5 separate regions of the Mus musculus genome follow, and all the other regions are linked to region 5. Evidence: chromatin contacts called from public Hi-C and Micro-C data. All regions are on one chromosome and are shown on one strand. Each heading gives the region's core, a stretch centred on a gene start, on an enhancer-like site or on the middle of the called end of the contact. The rest is flanking DNA. Distances are from core to core; before and after follow the strand shown.

Region 1 (4,044 bases), core at 685-3,184, 690 kb before region 5:
GTGGATGAGCAGACAGATAGTAGATAGGTTTATCATCTCTGCATGACTCCTGCTTCCTTCCCTGCTACCTAAATCCAGGCCCTTGGCTAAGCCTGACCCACATCCTGGGCTCTCAGCAGATGTGAGGTTCAGCATCCTCAGGTCTTTGTCTCTGGGAATGTTTGCCTCTCAATTGGGGGAGGTAGGGCCTGGAAGCCACTTTGCTTTGTGGCTTCTGTTTCCTGGGGTGAGTCACAACCATCCTTATTCCCTTCATTCACTCAGAAACTGTTCACGTTGAAAGCCTCCCCTGCCGGGCTTTTGAGTTAGAAACCTCTTTCCATTCTTACTCAGCTACCTTCTTCTGTGAATGACTCTTTCCTGCTCTCTCCCTCATCTCAGGGGGTGATGTAGGCTAGTAGCCCCTACTCTGCTGACTGCCCCCCAAGACTGATGGCTCCATGCTGGCCTCTGCATCCTTCCTCTGGGGAGGTCTGGGTTCCAGATATCTTTCTTGAAGCCAGGAATTGCTTATATCTTCTGGGACCCGCTTCGTTGGTGACCAGAATGTTGTCCACTGAAGAATGTCTTTCTTCAGTATGGGGGTGGGTAGGCTGAACCAAAGGCAGGGGTGAGACTCTGGAAGATAGAACTATACTCTTCAAAGTTACCTCCCCTAGGTCAGTCCCCAGAGGGTTGGTTGACAATACTTGCTGTCCTGGATCTTCTAAAAAACTTTGATACCCAGATAGACTGAAGATCTTCTGGTTGGTTAGCCCTCCTAAAGGCAGCCAAAACTGTACTCTGGCCTTCGTGTGTGTGTGTGTGTGTGTGTGTGTGTGTGTGTGTGTGTGTGTGTGTTCTTGGATCCACTTACTGTTCTGCCCTCCTCCACAAGCTGTGAGAGGATAAAGCATCATCTTCGCTTTGTTGTATGGCATAGGCTCCAGGTCCTCAGTAGAATTCCCAAGGTCAGAGGTATCTTCCAAGTAAAACCCTGAGTTCCTACCACCTGGTCCAGCATCACAAACAAGCCAGTTGCTGGCTCCAGCTTTCATTCCACACCTACATCACGATTCTGCTCAGAGTGAACTTTCTAGGGTAGGAGCTAGGTGGGTATGTTCTTAGGGGCGGTGTTTAGAGACAGGACTTCTGCTCTCTGAATTCTGCTCTCTGAACTCCCCCAGAGACCAACTCCAGCTGGGGCTCAGAGTGAGAGGGCTCTTAAAGAAGATTCTGGCTCTCGGGGTGTAGCCATGGTAGAGAGATCAGGGGCAATGTTCTAGTTGGGGTTCTGCCAGTTTGGGCAGAGGAGCTCCAGACCTCAGGCACAGCAGCAACACCTGATCCAGTAGAAGCATCTCCTGCATAGCCTCGGGTGGTGGTGAGGGTGAGGTGGGAAGTAAGTGTGTGTGTGTGTGTGTGTGTGTGTGTGTGTGTAGCAGAAAGCTGCAGCATCCTAGCCTAAGGGCCTAGCTCCTTCACAGTTTTGTGCCCGCTCTGGTGAACCAAGAGCACAGAAAATGTGGAAGGACACAACCCTTCCCCTTGGCACCATCTTAAAGATTACCTAAGGCAGGGGATGCTGGGCAGGGAACAGGAATGAAGGGATGAAAGGAGTCAAGTCCTTTTCCAAGTTTATGTGAAGTGTTATTTTCCTGGTGGGTGTTACTGTAAATGCTCTCCTTAGAAATATCAAATGGTCGCTCTTTTCTCACTCAGAATGCCAGGTCTCTGGGCAGTGCTGTGCAGCGCCCTATGGTGCGCCGGGTTGGCGGAGCAGGCTCAGGTTCAAGCAGCCACAGAGGCGGAGCGCGTGTGTCCTCCAGAGCAGCTAGAGAGGCCGGAGGGGATGGGCGGGGCCGGGCGCGCGTCCGTTGCCAAGGCCGCGCGGCCCTAGAGACCGGGTGCTGGTGGCACGCGCAAGCGCGGTGGCGAGCTGCGGTGCACTGTGGGATGGGAGACCGGCGCGCCGGGACGGCGGGCATCTCGGGGCACCGGGCAGAGGCGCGGCGCGCGAGGAGGGGCGCGAGCGGTCGCGGGCGGCAGCGCCATGAACGCCGCAGTGGTGCGGCGGACGCAGGAGGCTCTGGGCAAGGTGATCCGGAGGCCGCCGCTCACCGAGAAGCTGCTCAACAAGCCACCGTTCCGCTACCTGCACGACATCATCACCGAGGTAGGCGCGGGCTGGTGCGCGTCAGGTTGAGGTGGGGTGAGGGTAGGGGTAGAGTGCGGAACGGGTTAAGGGTCCGGGTAGTGGCGGGACGGGTTGAGGGTTGGGGTAACGGTGTTGAAGGTTATGGTTAAGTGCGGGACCGAGCGAGTGTCGGAGTGAGGGTCCGGGTAGGGTGAGAGTCGAGGTAGGATGCGCGTCTGAGTAGGATTCGTTTCGGGGTGAGAGTCAGAATTAGGGCCGGATCAAGGCGAGTGACCAGGTAGCGTGAGGATCGCGTTGAGGGACCGGGTAGTGTGAGGGGCGTTGTAGGATGCCAATCAGGGTTTGGGTCGAAATGAGGATTAGTCTCAGATGAAGGTGAGGATCAGGGTCAATGGTAAGGTCTGTGTGGCTCCGAGTGCTGATTGGATTGAGAGTGCGTTGAGGGGTGGAGGTGCAGGTCCAGGTCCAGGTGAGGGTCAGGGTTAGGTTCCAGTTGGAGTCAGGGTAGAGTAGCGGGTGCTGGTCTAGTGGTTTGGGTGGAGATAGAAGGCCCGGGTCAGAGTCTAGGTCTGTGGGTTAGGGTGCTGGAGCCAGAAGGTGAGGCTGAGAGGAGGTAGAGGCCCGGGCTGACATCGGTTTATTGAGTGTGAGCCTCGGGACAGGGTCTAGGCTCAGGGTCAAGTTGCTGTTAGGAGCTGGAGGTATGTTGGGGCTCTGGAATTGGGCTGTGCTTATACTTGAGGCCTGGGTAGGGTGCAGGTCCTTGTCTGGGACCTTCTGAGCATTCAGTGGTGCCTTCCATGTTAGGTTCCCAGGCCCACTAGGTCTTGGGACCTGCCTTACTTTACTTCTCCCAACCTGCAGCACTTACCATTATGTCTCTTTAGAGCTTGTCTTCTATTTGTTAGTGAGTCTCCAGGAAGCTGCATTGGATGAGGTACATAACATTGTACAACAGTTACAATTGTGTGGAGTCTGTCTGGGCTCTTGGTAACCCCAAGAGTGTCACTGCAGGGGGTACACAGAATGGGCATGGTACTCCAGAAGGTGCTGTGGAACTTGGGGTATGGTTGGGACTTAGAAGTCCAGAGCTCAAGGTCTCTCCCAGTGTTGACCCTCAGACTTTCTCGTCTCAGTAGGTTGAGCACTGTAGTCTACCCTTCTCGTTACTCATTTGGCCCTCCTACCTTAGCTTGTAATAGGTACTGTCTCGGAACATGGCCCTGTCTGTTAATCTTACATGTGTCCAGAAATGCTCAGGAATCCACCCACATCCCAAGGTGCTCTGCCGCCTGGTAGTCTCCTCTCCCAGTCTGTGAGGCGTTTGTAGCCTATCCTGGAAGGTCTGAGGAAGGGACTGGTGGTGTGGAGAGCCCTGGGAAGCAGGCAGTTGCCACTCTTCAACAGTGAAGGAGTCAAGAAGACTCAGGCATCATGGCACCGGCCTATCACAGTGGAGACTGCTAGGCCTGTGTTTTTATTCTGTTAGTACCCTCAGCCCATGGCTTACGGGGAGTGCTACTCAGCCTCAGATCACTCAGGAACGGAGTGGGGCTTATGGGAGGGAAGAGGAAAGAAGTGGGAGATGACTGTTGACAGGTAGACAGGTGAGGAGTGAGGGCTGCTTTTCTTTTAGACTTTACTGGATCCAGTGGTGAAGCCGGTCTGTTTTGGTATGAAGGTACGTACATTAGCTGTCACCTCCTTGATAAGGAAGGCTGTCAGAGTTGATGTACTTGGAAGTTTTTTCAGAGCAGAGGTAGAGAGCCTCCCTGAAGGTTCTTTACTGTCCCTGAATACTGCATTCAAGTCTCTTCCATGAGGTAGCTACAGCTGTTTCTTCATTAAGCTGACATTCAGACACAAATGTCTCTTGTCACAGTTGCTGCTCACAATTTAAACTGCCA
Region 2 (4,063 bases), core at 207-2,706, 650 kb after region 5:
GAGCACAGAAAGCAAGTAGGAGCCCTGGCCATTGCAAGTCCTCTATTAAAAGTGACAGGGATCCAAGCTGTCCTGGCCAGGACATGCAGTGGACAGGGGTCCGTGAGTCAGGAGCAGTGTTACAGTAGAGGGATGTGAGGATATCTGCTCCGATAGATTGGTTTTCCATTGTTACTCTCAAGCAATGACTGCAGAGATTAATTGGATCACTTTCCTAGGAGTTAGGACAGGAAACCCACCCCCTAAGGTGGACAGAACCCCTGACGGGAGGACATCCTGAGGCATGGGTGATTGGGGGTTTTGCCACAAACCTGCAAAGCCCTGATTCAGCTGAATCCAAGAGCGCTGCACTCTATTGACACATAGTGGTAATCTATGACTCTCAACCATAAACCACATCTCGCTTTCTTCCCATTCCCAGATTAGGTATCTAGATTCAGTCTAACCTCAGCTATGATGGCCTCTTCATAGGATAAAGGGAACAGCAGGAGGGATAGTGCTGCCCGGCAGCAGCTAAGCAAGAAACTCCAGACCCAGCACCATCACCAGCTCCCAGGTAGGTCCCAGGTAGGGTCCCTTCTCCCCACAATCATCCCTGCAGCTGCGTGACAGTTGGTGGTCTGCCACACCTGGCCTGGAGTTGAGCTGCCCAACATTAACTCCTCGCTCTATTCCTTTTGCCAGAGGTCACCTACCACGCTGCACCCAAGCCTACAGACCTGCCTCTGCCCCATTGCTCTAGCACCTAAATAGTCACGAAGAGGGACCGTAACAGTCGCTGGCAATCTGCATCAACTGAAGTCATCTGAGCTGATGAAGGCTAGTTTTTTTTTTTTTTTTTTTGGCCAGTTTTCAGCCCCCTCATCCTCCTCCAAAACACGTCAGACGAGAACTGGAGCCGCTCAGGGGCGGCTAGAAAGGGCGTATGGATGTAGGAGTTGTTGCTGGGGGGTGGGGGGCAGCAGGTGAGTAGGGAAGTGACCGGACCAGGACTGAGTAGTAGAAGCGCTAAGAGAGCAAGCCGGTAAGGTGAAGGATGGAAAGGAGCAAAGAGATGCCGAATTCGGCTGGGGGCGGGGAAGCTCCTGATTGGCCAGCGGAGGACGTGATGTCACGTCCGGCGAGGGAAGCCCTGCCTCAGCTGCCCCCCCCCCCCGCCCTGCCCCCGCCCCCACAGGTGGTGCCGCCGCCCTGGGTGCTGGGCTGGGGGGGACACCTTAGGGGACCCCGGACTCGGCCTTTGCACTCCAGGCTCTCCCCGCCGCCTCCCATCTCACCCAGGCAACGGAGCACATCGCCTGGGCTGAGAGAACATTCCCTCCTCTCCCTCCGGAGAGCGAAGGGGCGCCCGGTGCGCCCCGATCGTGCCCCGCCTCGCCCCGCCCCGCCCCGCCCGGGCGCTCCCCTCTTCCCGCCCGCGCTCCCCGCCCCTCCCTGCCCCTCTCCGCGGCCGCCGTGGGGCCGGGCGGGCGGCGGGGGAGGCGCCGAGCCGGGGCTGCGCGTTCGCCCGCCGCGCTCTAGGCGGCCCGACTGAGCGGCCGGACCTCGCGCCTCGCGCCTAGCTCCCCGCGCCGCAGCCGCAGCCGGCTTTTGTTGTCTCCGCCTCCTCGACTGCCACCGCCTCTGGACCACGAGCGTCGCGCGCTGGGACCTTGGCTCTGCCCTTCGCGCACACTGGGCTGAGCGGGCCGGCCGGGACCGAGGGAGGCGCGCACCGGCGGCCAGGGAGCCTCGGGCCCCGCCATGGAACTCCGGACCCGAGGCTGGTGGCTGCTGTGCGCGGCCGCCGCGCTGGTCGTCTGCGCCCGCGGGGACCCCGCCAGCAAGAGCCGGAGCTGCAGCGAAGTCCGCCAGATCTACGGGGCTAAGGGCTTTAGCCTGAGCGATGTGCCTCAGGCAGAGATCTCGGGTGAGTAAGGGCGCTGCGTCCGGGGGCACCGGACCCTAGCACTCGGGAGGTCTGATCTGGGCCCCTACCCGCGCCGCAGCTAGCCCCGGGCGCCAGAACCCGCCGCCTGGACTTGGAGTGGCCTCCTGCTCCTCAACTGGTCTATACCCCACGGCCCTCGCCCCCGAGCTCCGATCCGCTCTGTTGCTGCCCAGTTCCCAGCCACTACGCTCTAGAGTCCCTTCCCCATAGCAATCTGCGCTCCCTTTGGGTTAGGGTTGTTGCTGGGCGTCTTTGGTCCCCGGCTTGGCCCACTGTGCTGGCGGGGCAGCAATCCCAGCTCCGGGACAGCGTGCCTGCCGCCCTTGCGGCGAAGCAAGCGGTAGCTCTGGGACGGTCTATTGGGTCGCATATCCCGGTTGCAGTGGGCTAGGAACTTCTCTATGCGGATCTCTCCCAGAGGCGTCAAGGGTTCTGCTTAGGAATTTACGCGGATCCACAGCAGGAGCCGCCTAGGTGGGATTTATGGGGGAGATCCTACACTTCAAGCCTGGGTTCTAAGGAAATGTGAGCCCGCTGCGCGATTCAGGGGACCCCAGGGCTCGAGGGGATTCCTACCTAGGAACTTGTGCCCGCCAGCGCCCCTATCCTAGCACACTCGTGGTCTGACCGGGCGCTCCGGGCCGCCTGGAGCTGCGAGCCCAGCTGCAGGTGGTCGGCGTCTTGGATCCCGCCCAGGGGCCTTGTCATCTCTTTGTAAGAAGAGCGGCCCTCCTGGCGGCGGCCTCGGCCCTGCAGCTGCTGAGAGCAGCCCTTCCCCTCCCTTCCCTTCCCTGCTGCCTCAGGAGCTCTGGGAACCGAATCTTTATGAGCTTGGAGTGCCTATGCAATGTCCCAAGGACCTCCCAAGCCCCAGGCTTTGCTCTTAAATGTGTGGGGAGCTTTCCTGGATAAGTGTAACACCAGGGCCTTGGTGAGCAGGGAATTCCTGCTGTGGGATTCTTCTGAAACTGAGGGGGCTTGCAGACTAGAGACCAAACTCAACTGGTGTCGTAGGCACTCTGAATGAGGAAAGTAAGAGTATTGCCCAGAGGGGTGGCCTGTGGCCCCAACTTGCTTGGGAATGGCAGTAGATAGCCAGCCATGGAGAACCCTGTTTCTGGGGAGAGACAGAACCCACAAGACACATTGTGTGGCCTGAGTCTCTTGACTATCTCCCTCTCAAATGCCCTCAGAACAGGCCTTTCTATGCCTCTCTCTACATACAGCCCTGCCATTGCCAAAGCCACCTCCTACAGTTCTCTGGGCACTGTCACCCGGTGCCTGGCAGCAGCAGGTATAGTTTGGTTGGTACCCTGCTCACTCTACCCACCTCCAAACACACAGAAATAGGAACATATACCCTGACATCCTTGTGTATCTCTTATCCCTGCCAGACGTACCCTGCTCCGCACACATACCAGCCTGAGGCCTTCCAGCCTACATCTTACCTTGGCATGGATATGCCACCCATCTTAATGCCTTCTTGGAGACCTTCTTGAGCTTGTACCCACCCACAGCTACTGTGCCCGAGTAGGCAGGGACTGGCAATGTAGGCAGTGACAAGGGCAGTGAGAGGGCAAAATAAAGAAGCAGAGGTGTGGTCCTTCCAGAGAGCCTGGTTCTTACTACCCTGCAGTTGGGGAATGTGGGGGATTAGGAACAAGACAAGCAAAAGGCTTTGATGTCTGTGAGGACAGCCGTAGATGCCCATCCAGCTGGGGTGTGTAGGCACCCTGCAGAATTACAGCAGTCATACTGGTTGGGGCCCAGTGTTTGTTCAGAGACACCCTATTTATTGACATGCAAGGCTGGGGCCTATGTTTTCCCATCATCCCTATTGGTGCACCTCAGAACTGGTGCCACACTTTTCTGGAACCCCATGGGCTGCACCTCACAGCCCTCAGAGTGGGAGAATACCTCCAAGCCCCAGGGCACTAAAGAGAGTATTAGCATGTGGAGTGAGAAACAGGGTGACCTCCTAAGATAGCAGTAGCCCAAAGGGCAGCCAAGCTCAGGGTCCTGTCTGGTTCTGTGCCACCAGACCTGGACTCTGAGGACCAGGCGCCCTCTGGTGGCCCCTAATGGCGCAGTCCTCCCTGGAGCTCCTATGTAATCCCTTAGTTCCAAAGAGCT
Region 3 (4,252 bases), core at 642-3,141, 770 kb before region 5:
GGAAAGTGGGGGAACACAGAGGACCTGGCCAGCAGTGGGGACATCTCTATCAGCACCACACGAATACACTTTGCTAACAAAGGGTGGGCCCTTTAAAAAGGTATACACTAGTGTTGGATGCAGTTGAACATTCACACATTGGACACATCAATGACAGTACACCAGGAGCAACTAACTCCAAAGTTCTTTATTTAATTCGGTTGGAGCATCGATGGGATGGCAACCAAACTCACACGCGCGCAACTGTGTTACAAACGAGGAGCAGCTTCAGTGACCGCAGAATATGCCCGCCTCCCCTGGTCTCATAGCCAAAGTAGCAAATCTGAACTTCCTTTCAGGTCAGGATTGCTGTGGCCTGTGTGTCCCTGCCCAGGACCCTAATGCTCAGTCTCAAGATTGGCCACTTCTGCCCTAGATCCTCAGAATGCCCAAAAGGCAGGGAGAGGTGAACACGAGGGAGCCCTGGCAGCTCTCCAAAAGTCTCCTGTCTTTCTTTAGTGCACCCCCTGGCCCCCCAGCCACCATCCAGAGCTCTAGGGTCCACGAAAAAATAGTGCTAGGGACCTGCAGGGCCTGGCCATTAGGGTTGTCATTCAAGTCATCTGTTGGAGAGTGGGGAGGGCATACCTGGGGGGCATCCTGAGCTGTCTCCACCTTATCTGATACCCAGGGAGGAAGCAAACTTAAGGATGGCAGCCACCATTCACAGGTCCCTGGTAAGTGTTGGTCACCAAGGCCTCCACACACTCTGAGCCCGGCGAGCTGCAGTCAGGCTGCCTAAGGATGTAGACACCAAATCCGGCCCCTCAGCAGGCACCCGGTTTAGTTCAGCCTCTGGGATCTCCTCTAGGTCAGAACACAGGTCGTCCCCGGGACCTGGGGGACTGGACAATGGGGATTCTGGGGACCCTCCTGGAGGCCAGCTGCTCCTCCCAGAGCCTCCAGGCAGCCCAGCTAGGGAGTCCCCCAGCAGATCCTGAAAGCTGCTACCCTCACGCAGCGGCATGGATTCTAGCAGGTGGTTCAGGAGTTCAGCTGAGACAGTGGCATCGATGGCTTGGCACGTGGACACGAACGTGTGCACCTCATGCATGCACTGGATGTAGCCAGCAGCGAAGCGCTCGCTTGCTTCAGCCTGCAGCTGCTCCCGCTCTGTGCAGGAGGGTGGGAAGAAGAGAGCAGCGTCCCGCACCGTGAGCAGTGACTATCGTGGCTCGGACGATCCGCTCCGCGGGTTCGGGGCTCACCCAGGAGACACAGTAGCGTGTCCCGTTCTGGGGGAAGCCCTTGCCATGGATAGGACCGGGGCTCCGGGAGCCGACGTGTCCCGCTGTTGGGTGGCAGGCGTGCCCGGTCAGCGCCCCCGCCCTCGATCCCCGCCGCCACTCACCGCGCGCCCGGCCTCGCAGCGCGCCCTGCACGCGCCTCACGGTCAGCTCCAGAACCTCGGCGTTCTCTAGCTTGGCCTGCACCTGCGCAGAGGGGAAGGGAGTTGAGTCCGGCCGTGCGCTTCGGGGTGCACCCTGAAGGTCCCCCTCCCCCCTGCACCTTTCCCGTCGCACCTCGGTACCGGCCAGCAGCAGCCGCAGCTCCTGAAGACTCTCGTTGATCCGTGCGCGTCGCTTCTTCTCCACCAGGGGCTTCCGGGCCTGTGGGAAGCGGCTACTGAGCCCCCTGGCCCGCGCAACCTCCCCCAAGCCCATCCACCCGTAGCCCCTGTCCGCACCTTGCGGTCCCCCCGTGCTTCCCAGCGGTCCTCATCCTCCTGGCCTGCACGGTCCCGGCTGGGCGCCTGGGACGGAGCCATGGTCTACGGAGCCCGGCGCCCTAGTGCAAACTACTCAGCGAGGTGGGTCGCAGCCCGGAGGCCCCACTAGCTCTCCGGAGTCTTCCGGCCCGCGGGACCCCGCCCATTTTATAGCAACTTATTTACATGTCAATGCACCGATTGGCTGTGCGTGGTCGGAGAGGCCAGCCGTGAGGCAGCCTGTAGCCAATGAGAGCGGCGCGCTTTGTCAGGCCCCGCGGGTCTCTGGCAGCTGGCGGGGCGGAGCCCACAGCCAGACCTCCTGCCACTTAGGCCGGGCAGGACTCCTGGGCAGTGACCTCCGGCTTCTCTCTTGCTGGTGTGCTTGTACTTCCTTTCGCTGAGTTATGAGGCCAGACCTGCCTGCCTGTAAGCTCGGACTTAGCTATACATCCTTCGGTCCGTATATCTATCCATGCCGCCCTTCCACCCACCTCTTCACCCATCCATTCCTACAGGGCATTTGCTTCCCTTGGTTCACCAAAAGTGCTCTCGAGAATAGCGCTCCAGTCCCAGAGCTGACTTCAGACAGGGCAGTGCCAAAGTCAAGTCCGTGACCTCGGGACCTGGAAGGGGCTTCGGGTCACCGGTGGCGAGAGTGCAAAGTCCGGGGAAAGTACGAGCCAATTTAGCAGCAGGAACAGGACCCTTGTGTGTCCTTTTGGACCCATTAAGACACCTATAACCTTCTTACTCCAAGGTCCGCGGTCGTTCTTACTAAATCTCTATTTCTCTGTGCTCTAAGTCACTTACCCAACCACTACCTTGTCTATTTTAACCCCACCCCAACTGCCCCCAGTCAAGCTTCTCCTTCCTTGTTCATCACCCCGTACCCGCCTAAGCGCCTCTCATTTCCCTCTAGTTCCTCCGCATCCTCTTTGCGGTGGTCTCACACATCCCTGTTCCCCAACCCCTCTCCACGCTCACCTCCCTTCCCCGCGAGTCCCCTTAGAGTCCCCCATCCCCACTACCCCCAGTCCCTCTCAGCTCCTCCCCCTTCTATTCTTGGTTCCTGCAGGCCGAGGCTGCTGTCTGGCCCCAGTAACTTGATGCCCGTGACAGTTGGCAGCTGCAGCCGCTTCCGCAGAGAAAAGCGGCAGGCCGGCCAGGAGCGACAGGTGTTGGCCGCGCCTTTGTCTAGCTGGCTTTGTCCTGCAGGCTGCAACAGGCACGCCTGTGTCGGCCAGACGCCCAAGCCCCGCGTCGTCGGCGGTCCATCTGCCGGCCCTGCCTCGCCGCGGGAGGGGTGTGTGTGTGTGTGTGTGTGTGTGTGTGTGTGTGTGTGCGCGCGCGCGCGCCCCCTCGGAACCCCTGGCTCTGCTCCAGCGTTCTTGGATTTCGGCTGCTGCTTTAGAGCCAGGACAAGGAGCCAGCTCCTAATCAGCCTTTACATACTCCATCCTTAGGCCTGGACACCACTAAGCACTTCAGTGGCTGCCTGCCTGGGCACCGTTGAGGTCTTGGTAACTGGTGCTTCAGTCAGCCTGGCTGGAAGACCTTTGAGGAAGGGAAAGTACAAGCAGGCATCAATTTATTTTATTTTAGTGACTCCATTAGCCAAGTGGCTTAGACTCCATTGGTCCCAGCAGCGTGACTACTCACCCCATCTCAGGCTCAGGAAACCCTTCTCCTGTTCACCTCCCTCAGTTAAACTACTAGTTCCTGCCATTTGTCCCCTGAACCATACCCTACCTTCAAAGTTTGCCTGCATGCAGATTTCCTTAGTAGTAGGGCCTTTTAATCCCCCCCCCCCCCCCCAGGCAGGAACAGAGAACCCCAGAGGCTAGGCAAGGCCATGATGGCCACAGGGTGACTAGTTAGCAGCAGAAATTAACAGGCTGTAAATCCCCAGAGGGACAAAGGCAGCTGTAGGCCTGCAGACTTCCAAGGGCTTTGTGGGCAATCTGCCCAGGAGACCCCAAGAATTTCCTTTTGGTTTGAAGAGAAAGGAGAGGGGCAGTCCTTCTGGCCGTAAAGTTCAATTAAGAGTCCTCCAAAGGAACAGTGAAGCAGTCCTACCTGCCACGAGAACTTTGTGTCAGACTGCACCAGTACTTGCAGTCAGAAGGCAGGTTCAGAGCACCCAGAAGCAGACCGTGAGTGAGGTCCAGTGTCATGTTGCCCCTCTGCTCCGGTCCCTGGGACCCTGGTTTGGAGAGAGGAAAGGGAAGCAGGTCTCTTCAGAGTAGCTCTCACAAGGCTGTCAATCAGGAAGGGTCAGGTAGGAGGCCTGTGTCCCCAGTGATGCCTATATACTGATCCTAACGGTATATAGGTCCTTTCTAGCATGGTACTTGTCTGATTTCTCTGCAATCAGCCCTGAGACCAACACACAGGCAAACAGCCAAAGGCGGGATTATTGGGAGAGTGCGTGCTGGGCGGGGGTCATGCTAAGCTGAGGGGCAGCCTAGTGAATCTGCTAAACTGTGTGCATGTAAAGAGACA
Region 4 (4,505 bases), core at 314-2,813, 640 kb before region 5:
TAATTCCATCCAAGGTATGTCTGAAGCCACCCCATAATCTCATAGACACACACACAAACACGAGAGAGAGAGAGAGAGAGAGAGAGAGAGAGAGAGAGAGAGAGAGAGAGAGAGAGTGTTAGTTTCTGAGTACTCTTGAGATCTAAGTTGAGAGCCATCAAAATGGTGTATATAGTAGCTAGTGCTAAGGATTGTGACTCCCTTGAGGAGCTATACTTGGGTGTGTCTTCCATAGTACCTCTCTTCTAAGTCTTTAGGTTAAAGTCTAATGTTAAAGTATTTTAAATAAAACCTCAACATTGCTTCCATTAGTCTTAACAAATTTTTTTTTTCCCGAGCCAAAGCAGTAAGTCCAGTTTTGCTTGAGTTTTGGTCTCAACGAAGTTCTCAGGCTAGGGTGACAGCCTGGAGTTTTATCTCTGTCCCCTCACCCGTGACACTCCCTTTTCTGGAAGCAAACTGACACCTACTATTCCACTCTGTTTCCGAAGCTGATTCCTTTAGTGACCTATGTGTGGAAGAGTGCATTATTTGTTCGTTATTGCTGGCTTATTTCACTGAGCAGAGATCCTCCAGGGTTGGCCATGTTGTAACCTGGGGCAGAGGCTTTTTAAAGGATATATGGATGGCCACGACACCACATTTTGATGCGCATTTGGGTGGTTTTACCCTTGAGGTATCCCAGCCAGGGATGTGCAGCCGTGGAGCAGAGCCATAAGGCTGAGCCACCTCTGGCTCTTTGCCTTGCAGCGTCATTGGTGTCACCTGTCCCTCGTGCCAACGGTGTTATCAAGACCAAACACCACTGCAGGAATCTCCCCGCTCCCCTCAAAACCCTCAGAGCCCGTGGCTCTGTTCCAGGATGCCTCACACAGCTCCACAGACCTGTGCAACTGAGCCAGTCTGGGCACGAGGATTTGTTGGGCACCTATAGTCGCTAGCTCCCAGCTGGTGTGCCATGACCACACAAAGATGCAGACAAGTCACAGCCGCGGTGTTGGAGACTGTGGCCTTGCCTCCATCTCACAGGACAGCGGGGCGCTTCTGTCTCCTTAAGGCGCGGTCTCCCCCCGGTCCACTGGGGTCCTCCCCCTGCAAGGTACCTTCCCTAAGTTGTGTAGAGGAGAATGAAAGGACCCGACAGCGTCCATGCTTAAGAACTGTTCGTAACGCAACGCACACAGTGTGACCGATGTAAAATCGGGAGTGCTTGAGGGAAAGCCACTCTGTCAACACGCCTTGACCAAGTTACAGACACTATTGGCTCCATGGAGACATTCTGGGCTGCCTTCGTCTAACACAACTTTGCAAGTCACCGACTCGGAAGGCACCGTTTGGAGTCTCGTAGAAAGGACAGCAGCGCAGCCCCACGTCACTCAACACCCTTCAGCCGCTGCGATAGCGGACCACAGTCCACTGGGCCGTAACGGTCCCGCCCACGTCCCGCCCTCCAGTGGGCGGGAACAGAATCGACCAACCAGGAGTTCCTGAGGCATGCAAATAAGCCTCCGCCCCCAGAGGAAAGGCGTTTCCCCAGAAGCTGCTGCTGTTGCCTCGGGAGACGCAGTTTGGTCAACCCCGCTAATCAGCAATCAAGTCCGTTAGCCAGGCCGGAAGTGGAGACCCCAGCACCCTCCGTCCGGAGCAGGAAGTACGAAAAGGAGGCTCATACTCCCCGGAAGCCGAGCCCTGGACACGCCCACCTGCCGGAAACGCCGGCGGTGCTTCTCTGACAGCGTTGCTCTCTGACAGGATTGCTGCGGAGGTGGACAGGCGGCGGGGTCAGGGCGGAGGCTGAGGACCAAGTAGGCATGGCGGAGGGCGGGACCGGCCCCGATGGACGGGCCGGCCCGGGACCCGCAGGTAACGTGCGCGGCTAGGGGTAGTAGGGAGCGGGGTTGCGTCTTGGGGTCAGAGTGTCCCTTGGGCGTCCGGGACTCGGGTCCTCGGTCCTCGCAGGCCAGATCCGAGGAATCGCGCCCGGGGTCAGTAAGTGTGGACGTTAGGCTCCGCGCGGCCCTAGGCGCGCGCCCCCGCTCCTGCCTGGCCTCTCGTGGACATCCCTCCCACGGAGGTTTCTTTCTGGTGGAGCTAGCCTTGTAACTGCCACCCTGTTAGCCCATCCCCGTCAGCGATGACCCTGGCTGGACCATGGGGTTCGGATCTTCTTCCAGGTATGAGCTCACTGGTCAGTAAGGGCCCTCAGAGGTCAGCCTTCGTGCGGACAGGTTCCCTTTCCCCATCCCGCCAGCCAGTCAGCGCAGTAGCTACTGGACAAACGTCCTCCGCCCCACCTCCACCCACCTTAACGACAGTGCTGTCCCCAGAGAGCTTGCTAGTGCCACAACTCTTACAGGGGCGCTTGACCCACCTGCAGAAAAAGGGTGACACTTGCCACCTGCCTTAAAGCTGCTCCACTTTGCAGTGCTGCTACAATGGAACTAACAATTCCCAGGAGAGTTTCCTGGTACGGCGTCCACCTTGGGGTCTTTCTGAACCTGCTGGTAGGTGTTTGGTAGGTGTGCTTCTGCACCCATCTCTGATTTTAGAGTTCACTGAGCTCTCTTCTGTATGCAGAAAATCTGAGAAAGCCACAATGTTGGTACAGTCTCTTGTCATTCCTCCCTCCATCAATTCAACAAACTTTGTGGATGATGTCCTATTGGCCTGACTCACCTGGGGCTATCGGGGTGACATGAAAAAGCAAGGCAAGGCCTCTACCACCAAGAGCTTTGGTTGTCATTGAATTTGATCTCAGGGACAGACAAGATCTTTGAGTGGATTGACCTGTCATGCAGGAATGAGAAATGGGAGAGAGGTGGTTGGTCAAAGGGTAGCTATTTCTTAAGGTACAGAATAGTCCTGTGGAAGAAAAAGTGGTTTTGCACCCCACCCCGACCCCAGTGTTGTTTTAGTGTCTGTTCTGTTTGTGTGTTTCCAGCTTGGGTAGAGGCACAGGTCTTCAGTGGGTAGTTGGATTAGATGATCAGAGAAGTCCGAAATTGAAATGGCTTTCGGCTCTAGAACTGGAGGAGATTCTGAAGGTCTGTTGGCCTGGGCTGGGAGTGTAGAGGAGAGGTGAGCTAAGGGGGTCCAGAGACTTTCCGAAGTCCTCTGGTGCCAGCCATTTTCCTAACAGTTACCCGGTACATCTGAATCCTCCCCAACTCTGGCTTTAAATTTTTATACTGTGCTGTAGTTACAGTGATGAAAGGAGGACCTGGAAGCGCCTTACAGATCCATTTCCAGGCTAGATAGATGCCTGCCTGTTGGTCTGCTGTGCACCAGAGTGAACCGAATAGGTTTTTGTGAACCTTGTGCTGCCTTGGTCTCAGCCCAGTCAATGGACTTTCAGGCCGCAGAGGGCAAGGATACTTAGTCGTCACCACCGTGTACCTATAGGAGAATCTGTAGGGGCTCAACGGATATTGTATTCAAATATGGAAACACATCAGCGACTAGAAAAAGCCTGCCTGTGAAGGGATATGTTTGGTAACATGCTAGGACATCCCCACAGGGTGGGAGACTTGAATCCAAGCAGTTAGAATTTGTGCTGTCTTTATTCACCTGTTGGTGCAATGCTTTTAATAAAGCTTTTCAGTCTCCTGGAGTTAGTTTGGGCTGTGATGTGAGCAAAGATGTATTTCCAAGTAGGTGATTAATTGTTCAACTACTTTCCACTGGCTGTATGTCTCACTCTGATTTTATGCCTGCTTATTACAGTTGAGCTGTTTATATTAAGATTAAAGTCTTCCTGGAGAATTGATTCTGCTTTTTGTTTTTGTTTTCTTTCTAGTCTGGTGAGAGTTTTGTTATCTAGTATGGTAGGGTTCCTTCCACCTGTTATTCTTACTAAAACAGCAACAAAAGCTATTTTCCCTTATGTATATCTACAAATACAAGTTTGAAATCATTTTGGTATATCTGATATCAAATTTCTGAAGAAACTGGATACATTATATTTATAGGGAACCCTGAGAATTTCTCTAATATTGAATCTCATCCTAGTACATGATACAGTCTTTCTATTCACTTCTATTTTTTTTGTTGTATAGGTTGGACTTGTATTTATGCACATATATTTTAGTTTTCTATTTTATTGAGGTATGATTCTCTCTCTCTCTCTCTCTCTCTCTCTCTCTCTCTCTCTCTCGTGTGTGTGTGTGTGTGTGTGTGTGTGTGTGTATGTATGGAGCTCAGAGGTCAACATTTAGTGTTTTTCTTACTCCACCTTATTTTTGAATCAAGGCTTATGTATTTGGCTAATCTAGCTGCCAGCCTGCCCAGGGATCCATGACCCTAAGCATCCTCCAGTCTCTGCCTCTCCTACCCACGTTGGAATGGTAGGGATGTGTAACTGGTCTTGGCTTTTTATCTTTTATATGGTTGTTGGGGATCTGAGCTTCAGGGCTTATATTTGTGTGGCACACACTACCAAATGAGCCATCTCTCCAGACTCTTGAACTGTAATTTCTATACAAACAAATAAAGGTATACCTTTGAGG
Region 5 (4,295 bases), core at 1,423-3,922:
CCAAGACTGGGTTACAACCAATGGGACATGAGCTCAACTCTGGATTCACCCTCTGAAGCCTGCATAGTCACCCCAGGGCCCAGAGACATCAAAAGCCCTGGTCCTGGGACTGAGCCCCCCCACGCCACCCCAATCTTCCCGTGCAGCAGGTGTCTCTCATTTCTGCATCTCCCTGGCTCCCTACATCAGGTATTAATGTATTACTTATGGCAGCTTCAGAGTTCTGAAAAACCAGCCGTTTTCAATAGAAAATGGCATGGACAAGGCTTGACAGGAGTGATGAAATTTTCTTCTGCTCTGGCAATTAGGACGGCACAAAGTCGCCTTTCCTTTGGTGCCACCCCCAACATCAAAGGATTGGAATTCAAAGCCGTTCATGCTGCATTGAAACCTCACAATGAGGCTGGAAAATGGAAGTCGATTACTGGGCAAAAATATGCAGTAGTTAAAAGGAAAGAGTTCTAACGAAATTAAGCTGCAGCAGCCCCACGACGTGTGGAAACTTCCAGCACCAGAGCTCTTCTGGTAAACATCAAGAGGGACATCCTCCTAACACAGGTTTGAAAGCAAAGTCAAGCTAGGAGCCAGGAGCCCCAGGAAGATAGAGTGCTATGTTCTCTTGCCCACCTCACCAGCAGCAGCCCCTAGCTTCTGAGAAGGTGCCATCTGGGGGCTTTATATGTTGCACAGCTCTCTGATGTTGCTAACCACAGACATTCTTGCTAGGGCTGCTTAGGTCACATCTGTCCTTGGTCTCTAGGCTATCCAGGCCCCGTCTGCAGTTCACAGTCATTCTTCTCCCCCACAGGGCTCCCAGATACCCTGTAAGCAGCCTGCAGACCCCTAAAGGGGGCAGTGTTACCTCTGCCTTCTAGCAAACCCAGCCTCTTCTGGGTGATTACTGCTCTTCAGGAAGGCATTTGATCTTTAAAAGAAAAGCCAGAACACAGAAAACCATAGAAGTCTTACAGTGTGTCGGGTGTGTGTTTTTAAAGCATGAAAATACTTCCCTCCCACACAAACGGGGAGTTCTTCTGGGGAAAGATGCCACAGATCCCGAGGAGTGGCAGATCTGGGAAAGCGGATGGGTCTTAAAAATAGACAATTGAACCTAGACTAGAGCTGCAAAGCTACCTGGGGGAAAAAAATGAGAATTTTTAACTAAATCTCACATATTTTTTGATATCCAAAACTCCATCCTGATGAAACTTCTAACTGGGTGGCATTTTGCATTTCCAATTATAATGGAGTAATTGTGTTGCCATAGTGACTGCAAAATTCTGCAATAACTTTTGCTGCCTTGTAACTGCTATAGTGTATATTTGTGTACAAGCAGCTGAGTTTTCTTAATTCAACCTCCTTGCCTCTCCACAAGCACTACACCTACCTACACCACCACCACCACCATCACCTTCTTTCTGGGTGGATTTTGAAACCACTACACTAGCTTTCATCAAGCCGGTCCTGAAATAATGCACGGAATTATCAGAAGCAATTAAAACTCCTGGCAACCTCGATCATATCACGGAGGAAAAACCGAAACCAGGTCAAGGTGCAAGCCGCCAGCATCCCCCTAGCCCCAAAGTGCGACAGGGCCATGGCTGTTTACACGTTAATACTCGCAGGCCTTAAATGCTTAGGTGGTTTGTGGGAACAGACAGAAAAGCCTGAGCAGAGAAAAGCAGGGAGGCAAAGTGACTACACAGGCCTTTCCTTCCTCCCCGGGCAGGCAGAGTGGCTCTCGGAAAGCAATTAGGTAGGTCTCTACAGTAATGCAATTAGGATTTAGTTAAGAAAGTCATTAGTTCTAAAATAACTTAAGTTTAATTTCTGCGACGCTTTATTTGAAAATCGTGTCACAGCAGGTCAATTTACAGCATGCAATAACCAAAACACTGCTATCAGCGGCTGCAAGTTATTAACAAATTCTCGGTGTGCATTAAAGGAGAACACGGGTTCCACACCCGGCCTTTCCGACCGACTCCCGCTGTGTGAGCTACAAGCTGTGCCTTCGGAACCCTCGCTCAGGGTGGACACCGGTCGTCTCCGGGGCTAGCGCAGCTCCTCGCCAGCCCAGCGACGGTCCGGGCCCGGCCGCGGCCCCCGCCCCGCCGCCCGCCGCCGCCGAGGGGCGTTTTCTGCAAACTCACAGGCTGACAAAGTTACATAAACGCCCCGGCCCCCGCCCCCGCGCGCCCACCTGCCCGCCCGCCGGCGCAGGCCGCTCTCCCGCCCGCCAGCCCGCGGCGCAGGGCCCCGAGGCCTCGGCGGGGCCGGGCGTCCACCTGCCGCCAGCAACCGGGCGGCGCGGACAATGACGGCCGGTGGCTTACCGCGGCGGCGGCGGGCCGCGTCTAGCCCTGCTCCGGCGCTCCGAGCCGCATCTCCTCAGCCTGCGCCGCCGCCGGCGGGCGGGCGGGCTCGGGCGGCGACGGCGACAGCAGCCGCGTTGAGCGGGCCGGGCGTGAGGCGGCGCGGCGGCGGCGGCGCGAGCAGGCGCGCGGGCTCGGGCTCGGGCGGCGGCGGGGATGGTGCTCCGCGGCAGCGGCCCCACAACCTCCCCTCCTCATTCACAAAAAATTGACCCACGTTGAACCATGATGCTGCTCCCCCTCGAGCGCAGAGCCGCGCGGGGATAGGCCGCGCCCTACGCCCGTCAGGCGCCCCAGCCCCGCCCCTCCCGTCGGCGGCCCACCAGCCATTGGCTACAACGGCTTTGCGTCACCTCCCCCCGTGGGCGCCGCCCCCTGCCTGGTTTCTAATGAAGAAAGCGTCAATTACGGCTCGGCCCCGCCTCCAAGAATTCAGCCGCCCTTCCATTGGTCCGAGAGTCCTAAGTCCGCCCCACAATAGCCCAACAGCCAGCCCCGCTTCGCGGGCGCTGCGAAGGGGCTCCGCCTTCGTCCGCCCTTCTCAAAAGTTCCAAACCCCATTGGCTCCCAGCATTGTCAATTCTAATGAGCGGGGCGTACCGAAGACTCTCCAGGCGCCCGCTCTGAGAGCTTTTGCTGTTTTAGAAAGAGCAGGGAGCTGGTGCGCGAACTGATTGAAGCCGTGGACAGACCTCCTTGGCAGCCCGCGGCGCTGCCCGGGTCAATACAGTGTGCCTGAGCGCCTGTCTCATGCTCTAAGGGGGCGCGGAAGAGCACAGACTAAGGCGAGGGCCCGGCCGGGCCTGGCGGCAACCTCCATCTTAGGCAAGGCACAGATCACGTGGGCTGCGTGCGGGGGACGCCGAGCCCAGAGGGAGTGCGCAGGCGCGGCGGGCCCCGCCCTGCCCCGGGGCAGGCGCGCCGCTTGGGGGTGCGGCTGTGACTGTGGGGCCTTGCGTGGCCGTGGGAACTGGGGGTTCTGGGACCGCTGCTGTTGCGGAGGTGTATTCTTGGTTCGCCGCCACGGCGTCCCGGTTTGTTGGGACCACCCCTTCTCTGAGGTTCTTCTAGACCTGGGCCAAGCGCCTATAATTGGCGTTCACGAATGTGGATGGGCGTGAAAGGCCATCCTTCTGGCTCCCTTGGGTCCATTTCCTTTCATCAGGAGAGTAGTGCAATTTCTCATCCTGTGTCCATGATATTTCCAGAATCCCACATCCAAAACGAAGACAAGAGCATCTGGTCCACCCTACATGGCCTGACCTAGGATGCTGACCTATTTACTAGGCCTTGCCTGATAGGAGTTGAGTAGAGATTTAATAGCATTTTTGTTCCATGACTGGGGGAAAATTGAAGGTAAAACAATTCGCAAGAAGCAATAGATTCTTTTCATTATCTCAAGGTAATACTGAGTTAGAAAGCTTCATTCACTGGGAGAAATTCATACTCTAGGATAGCTCAGCTGTGAAGCCAAGGGATGAATTGTGGAATAGAAAAGAGCAGAAGAAAATGACCGCACTTAGGAGTGCTAGTGCAGCTGCTTATAGAAAAGTACACTACCAAATTTACATACAAAATAATGCAGGATCTGCAGCCTGCTAACATTTAGATGAAACATGAAGTTCAGAAGTACTTGAAAGGATAAAGACATGCAATAATCACAGATTTGGTGAGTACTGAGTAAAGACAACCCTAAACAAAAGTGCCATGAGAAAGTGCTGGAATATAATCTTAGATGCAGTTACTCTGAAATGATATGGTTCGGTTCCAGGGTCGGGGGAGTATTGCTCTGTGCTGATTAGACCTCACAGAATTGTGATTGGTACATAGAAAAAGCTCTAGCAGCAAACAAAGAGTAGGGGAAGGGCACCCCAGTACCACCAGGGTTTCTATAGGGCTTTACAGAGTCCCATTCTCAGACAG

What was found. A called contact is a pair of places that touch in the nucleus more often than the background predicts.
Region 1: a Hi-C map of B cells shows a contact between it and region 5, with 8 read pairs. The contact joins the promoter of Traf3ip1 here to the promoter of Hdac4 in region 5. A contact is called at or near these places in 10 of 39 promoter capture datasets (the 3T3-L1 cell line, 3T3-L1-derived adipocytes, the HPC-7 cell line and 6 more), 3 of 484 Hi-C or Micro-C datasets (B cells and embryonic stem cells) and 3 of 115 datasets of contacts at active chromatin or transcription factors (embryonic forebrain, embryonic stem cells and memory CD8 T cells).
Region 2: a contact with region 5 is called in a Micro-C map of embryonic stem cells, with 7 times the contacts expected there. The contact joins the promoter of Gpc1 here to the promoter of Hdac4 in region 5. A contact is called at or near these places in 4 of 39 promoter capture datasets (hippocampal neurons, liver, neutrophils and 1 more), 3 of 484 Hi-C or Micro-C datasets (all in embryonic stem cells) and 4 of 115 datasets of contacts at active chromatin or transcription factors (effector CD8 T cells, embryonic stem cells, memory CD8 T cells and 1 more).
Region 3: a Micro-C map of embryonic stem cells shows a contact between it and region 5, with 4 times the contacts expected there. The contact joins the promoter of Hes6 here to the promoter of Hdac4 in region 5. A contact is called at or near these places in 4 of 39 promoter capture datasets (cranial neural crest, hippocampal neurons, liver and 1 more), 3 of 484 Hi-C or Micro-C datasets (CD4 T cells and embryonic stem cells), 4 of 115 datasets of contacts at active chromatin or transcription factors (astrocytes, embryonic stem cells, neural tube and 1 more) and 1 of 9 other capture datasets (liver).
Region 4: a Micro-C map of embryonic stem cells shows a contact between it and region 5, with 5 times the contacts expected there. The contact joins the promoter of Asb1 here to the promoter of Hdac4 in region 5. A contact is called at or near these places in 14 of 39 promoter capture datasets (the 3T3-L1 cell line, 3T3-L1-derived adipocytes, the HPC-7 cell line and 9 more), 9 of 484 Hi-C or Micro-C datasets (B cells, CD4 T cells, cardiomyocytes and 3 more) and 6 of 115 datasets of contacts at active chromatin or transcription factors (the NIH/3T3 cell line, astrocytes, embryonic midbrain and 3 more).

Annotation. Positions count from the first base shown.
Region 1 is chr1:91,492,734-91,496,777 of GRCm38.p6, forward strand. Traf3ip1 (TRAF3 interacting protein 1) reads left to right here and starts at 1,935. Exons shown (of 15, transcript NM_028718.2): 1 at 1,935-2,155. The coding sequence starts at 2,033.
Region 2 is chr1:92,830,189-92,834,251 of GRCm38.p6, forward strand. It overlaps Gpc1 (glypican 1), which reads left to right and starts at 1,457. Exons shown (of 9, transcript NM_016696.5): 1 at 1,457-1,909. The coding sequence starts at 1,744. Gm29481 (a long non-coding RNA gene) reads right to left here. Exons shown (of 3, transcript XR_003947946.1): 1 at 2,507-4,063.
Region 3 is chr1:91,411,331-91,415,582 of GRCm38.p6, forward strand. Hes6 (hairy and enhancer of split 6) reads right to left here and starts at 1,892. Exons shown (of 4, transcript NM_019479.3): 1 at 1,727-1,892; 2 at 1,563-1,649; 3 at 1,391-1,472; 4 at 153-1,152. The coding sequence starts at 1,807. The coding sequence ends at 728.
Region 4 is chr1:91,539,002-91,543,506 of GRCm38.p6, forward strand. Asb1 (ankyrin repeat and SOCS box-containing 1) reads left to right here and starts at 1,564. Exons shown (of 5, transcript NM_001039126.2): 1 at 1,564-1,863. The coding sequence starts at 1,812.
Region 5 is chr1:92,177,669-92,181,963 of GRCm38.p6, forward strand. It overlaps Hdac4 (histone deacetylase 4), which reads right to left and starts at 2,673. Exons shown (of 27, transcript NM_207225.2): 1 at 2,590-2,673.